2 separate regions of the Mus musculus genome follow, and region 1 is linked to region 2. The links are chromatin contacts, called in public HiChIP or PLAC-seq maps. All regions are on one chromosome and are shown on one strand. The core of a region is the stretch at or near the end of the contact, and the rest is flanking DNA. Distances in the headings are between cores, read along the strand shown. Region 1 overlaps Sec14l5 (SEC14-like lipid binding 5). Region 2 holds the start of Anks3 (ankyrin repeat and sterile alpha motif domain containing 3).

The links. HiChIP or PLAC-seq counts read pairs in DNA pulled down with a chosen protein or histone mark.
Region 1: an H3K4me3 HiChIP or PLAC-seq map of pro-B cells shows a contact between it and region 2, with 2.3 times the contacts expected there. The contact joins the enhancer-like site here to the promoter of Anks3 in region 2. A contact is called at or near these places in 4 of 39 promoter capture datasets (the C10 cell line, HPC-7-derived erythroid cells and liver), 6 of 484 Hi-C or Micro-C datasets (the 3T3-L1 cell line, bone marrow-derived macrophages, embryonic fibroblasts and 2 more), 11 of 115 datasets of contacts at active chromatin or transcription factors (the NIH/3T3 cell line, bone marrow-derived macrophages, cardiomyocytes and 7 more) and 3 of 9 other capture datasets (adipose tissue, liver and pancreatic islet).

The regions. Positions count from the first base shown.
Region 1 is chr16:5,162,508-5,168,102 of GRCm38.p6, reverse strand. Sec14l5 (SEC14-like lipid binding 5) reads right to left here. Exons shown (of 16, transcript NM_001127725.1): 3 at 2,365-2,514; 4 at 967-1,098; 5 at 100-228. Among named protein-coding and RNA genes, the nearest start is that of Sec14l5, 18 kb to the right of the region's middle. Within about 2 kb of position 3,937, at least 11 of the 459 cell types and tissues checked have an H3K27ac peak or open chromatin away from gene starts, as enhancers often do. A contact at or near this core is called in pro-B cells, where this site is marked.
Region 2 is chr16:4,961,041-4,966,480 of GRCm38.p6, reverse strand. It overlaps Anks3 (ankyrin repeat and sterile alpha motif domain containing 3), which reads left to right and starts at 2,244. Exons shown (of 17, transcript NM_028301.4): 1 at 2,244-2,361. It also overlaps 4930451G09Rik.

The DNA.
Region 1 (5,595 bases), core at 2,688-5,187, 200 kb before region 2:
GTTCAGTTTTAAAAGCAAGAAAACTGAGGCCCGAGAAAGTCAGGGCTGTTGCCTCCAGCCTGTGCACCTTCCTGCTACGGCTGGCTCGGTCTCCCTCACCCTCTTGACATTGGCAGTGTACTGCTTCATGGCGATCTTCTCCAACGTGCTTTCAAAGCCAAAGAAAGAGCGGACATCCAGGGAGGCAGACTGTTCAAAGCAAGTCCAGTCTTCATTCTCAGGATGGACCTGCAAGATGGGAAGGGGCCATGGCAGGACCTCGGTATGGGTGAGGCCGTGCCCTCTCCAGGGGTTCTTCTGGCCTGTCATGGACAGCATTCTGCACCCACACAATGATGAGGAGTCTAACTGTGGGGAGCAAAGAGCCCTTACTCAAGCTGGTGTGCATCTATAGTTCCAGCACAAAATTCCACAAAAAAATCACACACACAGAGAAAGAGATAAAATTATATGCATAGCATGCAGATCATTTATATAATACAAATTACCACTATGTGTTTAGATATATTTCAATTGTTATGTTTTATATGTATATAAAAATATCATTGCATATCTTTATATATATATATATATTTGAGACAGGGTTTCTCTGTATAGCCTGGAACTCACTCTGTAGACCAGGCTGGCCTCGAACTCAGAAATCCACCTGCCTCTGCTTCCCAAGTGCTGGGATTAAAGGTGTGCGCCACCACCGCCCGGCCATAAATATATTTATGCCAGCAATAAAAAGAAATCTTAGAGGGTGTAGTGACACACACCTATAATCCCAGCACCCAGGAGACTAAGATAGGTTAGAAAGTTTTCAGGCCAGCCTGGGCTACATAGTAACACTCGGTCTAAAAAAAGGAGGGGGAATAAAACCCGCTGGTGAGGGATCAGGAGAACACAGGGAGGGGAGACTGGCAAAACACACAGGGCCCAGCCCTAGGACAGCATCAAGACCATTGGGGAAGCCAGCAGGCTCACTGTGTAGCGGCAGCTCTCCTTCACTGTCACTCGGCTCGCAAACGTCTCATTGTGAGCATCTATCAGCAGCGTTCTCTCTCTCCAGTTCAGGACGTTTCTCTGAATGAAGACCACGTGCTCCACACCAGCAATCTGCAAAGGAGGAGCCCAAGCGAGAGGAAATAGCGAGAGAAAATGGCGAGTGGAAACGGCGAGAGAAATGGCGAAAGGAAATAACACGAGATCACCCATATCCCTGGTTCCCACTTCTGCTCCCACCCAGCCTGGGTCACCTCTTAGCTGGTACTTCAAGTTCCATCTCCTGTCACTCCCTAGTCTGGCCTGTGTCATTCCCCAATCTAGAAACAGAGACCCTGCTCCCTCTGCCCCTCAGCCCAACAAGAGGCACCCAGCTTGAGAAGGACAACATCGCTCGCACCATCCACACTGGCACAGATCCAGATCCCTTGGGTGGACACTCAGCCTTGCCCAAATAACCCACACCCTGAGTAGTTTGTACTGCCAACACCATCAAGCCAAGAATGCTCCTACTCACCTACCCACACACCCACACACCCACACACCCACACCCACACACCCACACACCCACACACCCACACACCCACACCCACACACCCACACACCCACACCCACACACCCACACACCCACACCCACACACCCACACACCCACACACCCACACACCCACACACCCACACACCCACACCCACACACCCACACACCCACACCCATACACCCACACACCCACACCCACACACCCACACACCCACACCCACACACCCACACACCCACACACCCACACACCCACACCCATACACCCACACACCCACACACCCACACCCACACACCCACACACCCACACACCCACACACCCACACACCCACACACCCACACCCACACACCCACACACCCACACACCCACACACCCACACCCACACACCCACACACCCACACACCCACCCACCCACCCACCCACACACCCACACTCCCACACTCCCACACCCACACACCCACACCCACACACCCACACCCACACACCCACACACCCACACACCCACACACCCACACACCCACACCCACACACCCACTTGAAGCCATCGGGGATCCTTTGTCCTGTCACCAGACATTCTGGCCTGGCCCTCTTCCCAGTCCCGATGCAACACTGCCACCCAGTCACTTCCACCACCCAGCCACCTCCAGCCACCAAGCTGTGGCCCAAACTCGTAGACCCGCACCCCACTCCATGTCCCCCAGATGCGCATCTAGCTCTGGTTCCCAGACGCTGAGCCTGGGCTCCCTGGCTACTAGCCCTACCAGATCTCAAGGTTCTGGTGTCCCCACTCCACCCTAAGTGAATCCGTTCACACCCTGCACACCGGGACCCCAGCCCCGTGCCCACCTTCCGCAGCAGCCGCGGGGCATCCACTCGCAGCCTGCAGCTCCGCTCCACGGTGTGCACTGCCCCATCTGTGCTCCGCCACTCGCCCAGGACTTCACTCCCCAGAAAGACTGGGATAAGCGGGCAGGTGGGGAAGCGCTTCTCGTAGGCCTGTGGACAGAGAGCCGGTAAGGAGGAGGTTCCTTCCTGAGAGAGACTGTTCCTGGACAGAAGCACCCAGCACACACATCTTGGCCCCTTTTCAGAACAGTGAGACAAGACACCATCGAGACATTTTTAATTATTTTCATTTATTTATTTTGGTGGTATTGGGGATTGAACCCAAGCAAGCAAGCAAGCACCCTAACATCAAGCTACATCCTCAGACTGCTTTACTTTTTTATTTTGAGACAGGGTCTCCCTAAACTGACCAACTTGTCCTTGAACTCATTCTGCAGTCAAAAGCCACCTTGCAGCTTTCTCAGTGGTGGGAATGACAGCCTGGGTCATTAAGTCTAGTTCCTACCCTCAACACTAAAAGAAAAAAAAAATCTCAGAAAAAGACCTGAGTCCTGTTTTCCAACCTGGGCCAATCAGAGTGGGTCCCACAAAGAAGGGTTTCCTGAGGAAATAGGGGCTGTCCTGCCATATGCAAGGCACTAGTGGGAATACACCACCAACACTGAGGTGAGAATCCTTGGGGTGGTGGCTTCAAGAAGAGTGACCCTCAGGCAATCAGAGAACTCTAGAAATTCACATTAAGGACATGAGACCTCAGACGTGCACATTGAGAAGAAATGTTCCATATCTCATGCATGTATGTTTGTCCAGAAAATGTAATGAGAGTGTGGGTTCTCCAAACAAGCTCTGTGTTACCATCACCACATACAAAAGCCTACTGTTAATATGGATGCGAGGTAACTGCTGAACGTCAAATGAACTTACACAACTGCCCAGAGGGTTGGAGAGAAAGAGAGACAGAGACAGACAGGGAGACAGAGACCCTGATAAAATGCAACACCCCCTTCTGATTAAAGAAAATTGCCAATAAACTGTCAGCCACATAGGAAAAAACCCATAGGTAACCTCACACTCAGGAGTGAAAGACTTAATGCTTCACCCTCAGGTCAGAAATCAGACTCTGGTGTGAGTTCTCCTTGCTTCTATTTAAAACCACAGTTCAGGTTCTAGACTGAAAGGAAGTGAAACTATTTCTATTTATAGACTACATGGGCTTATATAAAGGGTCCCTGGGATCCCTTCCCCTCCCCCCCCCACACACAGGCACGCGCACGCACGTGCACACAAGAATATACTGAAATCTTTTTTTAAGAAGAAAGCAAGCGTGACCAGCTGTTAATGACACTGTCCATCAGGCCTGGTGACCTGAGTCTGATTCCCAAACCCTCCATGGAGGAATCTCACACGCACACATGCCACACCTACACACAACACATGGGGAAAGCTTAAATCAAAAATGAAAGAAAGGGGAAAAAAGGACTGAACACGGTTAGAACGAGCCAGCCATGGTCTCACACACACCAACAATCCCAGCACTCAGTAGGCAGAGCCAGGGGAAGGTACGAAAATTCAAGGTCTGCCTGTTTTCTTGCTTTCAGTTTGTACATTTATGTATTTGCCTGAGGAGAGGAGCATGTACCACAGCCCATGTGTGCAAGTCAGGAGACAACCTGCAGGAGGCTGGGTCTCTCCTCCCACCAAGTAGGTCCCAGGGACAAACTCGGGCCACCAAGCTTGTCAGCGGCCCCTTTCCCTGCTGAAATACCTTTCCAACCCTTTCCACTTTCCTTTCTTTTTCTCTTTTCTTTTTCCACAAAGCATTTTTATTGATTCTCTGGGCATCAGTAAAATTCTCTGGGAAAATCAAAAAATTCTCTGAGAATCATACCATGCACCTCAGAGGCCTGCCTGTCTTACACCGTGAGTTCCAGGCTACACATAACGTTTTGTCTCAGAGAAAAGGAAAAAGAAAGAGAAAAAGAAAAAGGAGGAAAAGGAAAAGAAGGGGTCGGAGAGATGGCTCAGTGGTTAGGTGCACTGGCTGCTCTTCCAGAGATCCTGAGTTCAATTCCCAGCACCCACGTGGCAGCTCACAACTGTCTGTAACTCCAGGATACCATCACCTCACACAGACATACATACAAGCAAAACACAAATGCCCATAAAATAAAAATAAGAATAAACAAAAACCAAAACCTTAAGTACATGCCCGAAAGTAGGAGTTAGCACTTAGAAAGGAGAGGCAGGGGGATGGCCTTCCTAGCAAATTCAAGGCTAGCCTTAGATATACGAGAGCCAGTTTCAGAAAGTAATTAATTAATTAATTGTGGATAAATACCTGATGCAAAAGGGATGTGAACATAAACATAGAAAAATAATTATAAGTATTTCTAGCAAGTATTTACAGCTTATGTGGAGAATTTGTGTATATTCGACATGCACTAATAACTGTACAAGTGTATACGTCTGTGTAGATATACATAGGATGCTCTACATATAAACACGTATATTTATCATAGTACATACGTGTCAATGGTTTGGGAGATGGAACCCATTGCCTTGTGAGTGCAAAGCAAGCTGTCAGCCTTGCTCTCAAAGGTTTTACTGGTTTTCCTTGTTTGTTTGTTTGTTTGTTTGTTTGTGGGAGAATCTCATGTGGCCCAGACTGGCTTTGAACTCACTGTGTATGGAGGATGACCTTAAACTTCTGATCTAGCTGCTAGGATGCTAGGTAGGCACCACCCGGCTAGTATGGTATATTATCAGTGTGTGTGTGTGTGTGTGTGTGTGTGTGTGTGTGTGTGTGTGTGTTTTCATCCCATGGCATGATTGTGTGAGTCATAATGTGATTCCCTCCTTACCCGGGTGCTAATTCTACCATGTATGAGCTGTGTGACTTCAGGCAGGGCACTTAGCCTCTCTGGGCCAGCTGCTGAAGCAGTGCTAGGTGCTAGGGAAGAGCAGTTAGAATCTCCTTATCTTGGTTTATCAGTGTCATCAGGTCCCACAACAAGGAGTCCTCTATCAGGGGTGCCCCTGAGGCTGCCGTCCCCAAAGCTACTGCAGGTCCTGGACTGGAGGTCCACCCCAGGGTAGTAGCTGAAGATAGCTCGAGCGGACCCCCAAGCGAATGATCAATTGTTCAGAGAAGGCAGCTCGGTGCCCAGTTTAGAGGCTCCCAATCAGACCTACGTGCCTCAGACCTGGGACTAGACAAACTCCAAAAATAGT
Region 2 (5,440 bases), core at 995-3,494:
AGGCAGTCATACTTTGCACATCCTGCCCAGGAGCAGGTCTGGAAAGATCAGTTCTCGACAAAGGGCCTTGTTCTGTGCTGCTTTCTGCTGCCAATTTGAAAACAGGCTTGGCAGCATACCTCCTGTTGGTGAGATGTGGGCTTCGTTTTTCACAGGCCATATGCAAGCCTTGCACACAACGGATGCTGCATTAATTAGACAATGGATGTGCTGTGTTAATGCACACAACAGATGCTGCATTAATGCATACAATGGACACTGCATTAAAGCCAGCACTGAACAACGGTAGTGAAGAGGCACAAACTAGTCACCTTGCTTCTAGAATCCTTGCTCTTCACTTGAAATGTCCTGTGCCAACCTATGTGCTGAGCGTCTGACCAGTGGATCACAATGGATCCCTCTCACATGTATAAATGGCCACTGATACTGTCAGTGACCCCCCGGCTCACCTCAAGTGGCAGAATCCCTCCCAGACCATACCATGTGGCCTTGGCAAGGTTATCACTCTCAGAGCTTGGAGCTGGACCCGACCGGACCCAACAGAGTTGAGAGCAGTCCAACAGCAGGGTGGGAAGTCCAGGGCTTTGGTACCGAGTCCACCTGGGAGTTAGGACCACAGGAGGAGTGGCCTTGGAGATACAGAGCACTAATATCCACACTCAAGAGTTCTGGCAAACCCAGAGAGAAGCCTGGAAGAAGTGGATACCCAGAAGTAATCCCAGACACTGATGAGTGAAAATAAAGTCCATAGACCAAAGTGGGGTCTGTAGAGGAGTGCCCGAAGCTGTCCTTGCCCAGGCTGGCAGTTAATATCCAGGAGAAAGCTCTTGCTCACCAGGGACGAGTCTGAATCCAGAGATGGAAGCTGGTTTTTGGCAGCCTCAAGGATGGCATCCCAGGGAGAAACTGGCAAGGACATCACTGCTTTGTCTTTGGATGTCATGGGGGCCAGGACTCAAAGGACACCGTCTGTCATCATCAAGGAGTCCTGTGGAGCACACAAGGTGAGGTGGCAGTGTCTGGGTGTTCAAGGAGAAACTAGCATTGGTAGCCTTCCCAAAGCCTTGATCAGCTGTAGATGAAAATGCACCCGCAAAAATTCTAGTTTCTACCCATTTCCTTCTGGTTCTGCAAACTTATGTCACTTGGTAGCAGGACTGTATGTGTGGGTATGTGCAGTCATGAGTGCACAAGATGGTGGTGTCCTCTACTGCTCTCATAGAGGATCACAATTCAGTTTCCAAAACCACAACTACTTGCAACTTTAACCTCAGGGAGAGCCCGTCTCTGGCGTCCACTCGTATCTGCACTGGAGTACACATACCCACCTTCACACCCATACACATAATTAAAATACAAACTAATTCATTAATATAATTAAAAATAATCTTTAGAATTAGAGGTTTAAGATCCATTATTCAAGAGATTTTTTTTTTTAGTCATCACTCAAATGAGTCTCTATAATCCAGTCGCTGGCTCAGCTCCACCTTTTATATCTCACCCTAAAGAAAACACGTTCAGTCCTCAGGGGCAGAGGGACTTTAGGATTGTGGGTGAAGGCCTAGCAAGCGGACCAAGCAGATCAGCTAACGGTGCCAAACCAGAGCTGCGTCAGAGGAGTGAGTGGGGTCTTAGGGCATTTGAGCAAGGACGGGTGCTTGGCTGTCCTGAATTGGGAACCACAGGTGGAGACGCTTTTGGTATACGCACCAAAAGATGTTTCCTACCAGGGGCTTTGGCGGTAGGACACAGAATCACCGAAGTGAAGGGGGCCGCCCAGGACTGATCGTCCTTTAGGTGTGCAAGGCGGGGAGGGTTGAAGGAAGGCTTGACCCGCAGAGGAAAGAGCATGGAGGAGCTCAGAAGACCGAGCGGCTCAGTGTTTCTCCTCAAAGCCAGTTGGCCCCGCCTCGCCCCGCCCCGCGCCAGGCGTCGTTGTCAAGGGAACTGGAAGGCAGCGGGACGAGGCAGTCCGTGCTAGAGCCGAGGGGAGGGTCTCATTCCCTGCCACCCGCAGCCAGGACCCACCCATCGTCGCGTGGGTTTCCGCGGTCTCCCACTTGCCTCAGCCGCTCCGCCCGCCCACTTGCCTTGTCCCCGTGCTGAGTACGGCCACCCACGGCGGCCTGGCGACTCGCCGCCTGCCTCTCTGCCTCAGGATTGGCTCCCGAGCGAATGGGCCGGTATCTGCCATCTCATGGGCTGCTGTGGCGTGTCAATAACAGAACGTCCGTCACCTTCCCGGGATGCTCTGCGCCGTGCGAGGATTACTTCCGGGGTGGGCCGGGCGCAGGGCTGTCGGCCGGTGAGGGGCGAGCCGCTGTCGCTGGAGGGTGGCCCGGGAACCTGAGGCCTTGCAAGGTAGGCCGGGCCGCGGCAGGGCCCTCTGAGAGGTGGGGCCCAAGGCGCCCTGAGTCTGCTCGGGTGGGCAGCCCTGGCGTTTGCCTGTCGCAGGGTTTGGGGACACGGGCCCGCCGCCGTGGTGCTAAACTAAGGGGTCACGCGAGGTGTCGGCCAGACTGCTGAGCCACACGGGAGCCTGCGGTCGTGCATAGTCGCCGGGACCGCTAGGGTCGGAACTGCGTCGTACATTTGGGCTGCAGGGGCTCCCTCGAGGCCTTCATGGATCTCTTGGAGGAATGACAGTTGCCTCCAGAATAGAATTTTTTTTAAAACTAAGATTTAAGAATTTTAAGAATAACTTATCAGGGCTGCAACTGAAATTCTGAGAGAGAGAGGTGCAGAAGACATAGAAACTTTTATTTTACTTGAATCGATTTTTTGGGGGTGTTGGTTTTTTGAGATTGTGGGCGTGTCTCACTGTGTAGACCAGGCTGGCCACAGACTCACTGAGATCTACCTCCCAGATGCTGAGATTAAAGGCCGGTGCCACTACGCTGGCGGGTTGGATGTTTTTAGTGTAAGCATCTAATGTTACCCAGGTTGTCCTTGAACTCAAAGGCGGTCCTATTGTCTCAGCCCCCCAAGAGCTGGAGTTGCAGGTGTGAGTTCTTCCAGGGTTCTGCTAATCCGCCTATGGTTTCCAGTTTGGGGAAGCACGTGTCCATTCTGTTGGTTCAGACTAGGTTAGGTGCTACTTGAGCGCAGGCCTTGCAGCAGGAGAAGCTGGTGTTTCCAGGATACAGGCCTTGTTTTCACCTTACCAGCCCACACACATCACTCATCGTGAGACTGGCAAACTGTTGTATGTTGTCCTTTTTATAACTTTTAAAAGTAAACTTATGTCCTTGCAAGTTGTGTATATATAGTGCTTATCACTGAGATAGATCCTCAACAATCTTTCTACTTTTTAAAAACATATTTGTTTTAATCTAAGTACACTGTAGTTGTCTGGTGATTGTGAGCCATGTGGTTGCTGGGATTTGAACTCAGGACCTTCAGAAGAGCAGTCAGTGCTCTTGACTGCTGAGCCATCTCTCCAGCCCATCTTTCTACTTTTAAAATATTTTAGTCTCACTAAGTTGCCCAGGCAGGCTTGGGATTTGACTCTTCTGCCTCGTCTGGAAGTTGTGCTGCCAGGCCCAGCTTTCACCAACACAGGATAATGCTAGAGTGTTTAAGGGCCTCGAGGGAATTAGTACCTTCTGGGTCATACTTCCTTCGGGCTTCCTTCTGGGTTCACCAGAACTCTTGAGTATGGATATTGTGGTGCTCTGTATCCTTGAGGCCACTCCTGTGGTGGTCTTGACCCCGAGATGGGACCCAGGTGGGTTCAGTGCCAAAGCCCGGGTCTTCCCACCCTGCTGTTCTACTCTTGACTCTGTTGGGTCAGGTTAGGGTCAGTTCCAACCTCAGCGTAATAACCTTGCCAGAGCACTGCGATATTGTCCCGGAAGGACTCAGCCACTTAAAGTGGCTTGGGATCACTGAGGTGGCCCCCACCAATGCTTAGTACCAGTGACCATTTATCTACGTATGTGGCACAGGCCTTTAATCTCAGCAAAGACAAGTGTATCTGTGCCATCAAGTTTAGTCTGGCCTACACATTGAGTTCTAAGTCATCCAGGGCTACACAGTGGGACCTTGTCTCAAAACAAAACAGTGGCCATTGCACAGGTAAGAGCAGAAAGTGAAACTGAGGCTCTACTCACTGTAAACTGCCGTTATCTCTTCTCCCTTCACCTCCGACCCCCACAGACTTTGCCTTGGTAGGGCTCGGACTCGTGGCTGAAGGCCTTATGCAGAGGGGCACCTGACCTCTCTCAGAACTCTTCCTGTCCTGTACTAGCTTCCTATTGCTCCCAGACTTAAGAATCTGTTAGAAGATAAATGGCTAGGCTTTGGTTTGAGTAGGATTACCCAGAAGAAAGGACTCCTAACCATACACCTGTCATCCTGTGTTCATCTGTTATACATAAAAGGGTTGCATAGCTGGATTCCTGCTCAAGTAACATCAGGATTGCATTCTGCAGTCTGCTAGGGTTTTCTTTTCCCCTGTCCTACTCGTCCTTTCTCTCCTCTTCCCCTCCCCCCCTTTCTTTTTTGAGACAAATTCTATGTTCCCAGCTGTTTTGTTGTTGTTTTACCTTGTTGTTTTCCTTTCTGAGAGAGGGTTTCACTCTTGTAGTCCTGGAACTCTCTCTAGACCAGGTTGGTCTCGAACTCACAATCCTGTCTCCATCTCCCCAAGTGCCATAATTAAGTCAGGCATCACTATATATAGCCTTCCATGTGATTTGTGGAGATGCAAATGCACTGCATTCCTGGTCTTTATGGTTTTTTTTTTAACCTTAACTTTTTTTTTCAAAGATTTATTTATTATATGTAAGTACATTTTAGCTGTGTTCAGAAGATGCCCCAGAAGAGGGCATCAGATCTCATTATGGATGGTTGTGAGCCACCATGTGGTTGCTGGGATTTGAACTCAGGACCTTCGGAAGAGCACTTGGTGCTCTTAACCGCTGAGCCATCTCTCCAGCCCCTAACATTTTTTTTTAAATTATGTATATGTGTGTTTCTGTATGGACATGTGCATGTGAGTGTATTGAATCCCCTGGCGGCAGCTGTGAGTTGTGTCATATGGATGCTGGAAATTGAACTCGGGTCCTCTGTAAGAGTTGTACACTCTCTTAACTGCTAAGCCATCTCTCCTGCCCTGGTTTGTTTTAGAAGACTTAAAATGATATGTATGCATGTATCTGGGGGCGGAGTGGGTCGTATGTTCACACATGAATGCAGATCTTCAAACTGGAGGGAGTGTTGGGTCCTCTGGCGCTGTAGTTATAGGAAGTTGTAAGCCACTGAACATAGGTGCAAGGAACTGAACTTGGGTCCTCTGTAAGAGCAATACAAACTCCTAACCCCTGAGCCATCTTTCTGGGCCTCACCCTTGCTTTTATTGAGAGAGGATCTCTGTGTAGGTATGCTGGCCTAAACTTGTTATGTCATCCAGGCTGACCTTAAATTCATGATCTTCCTG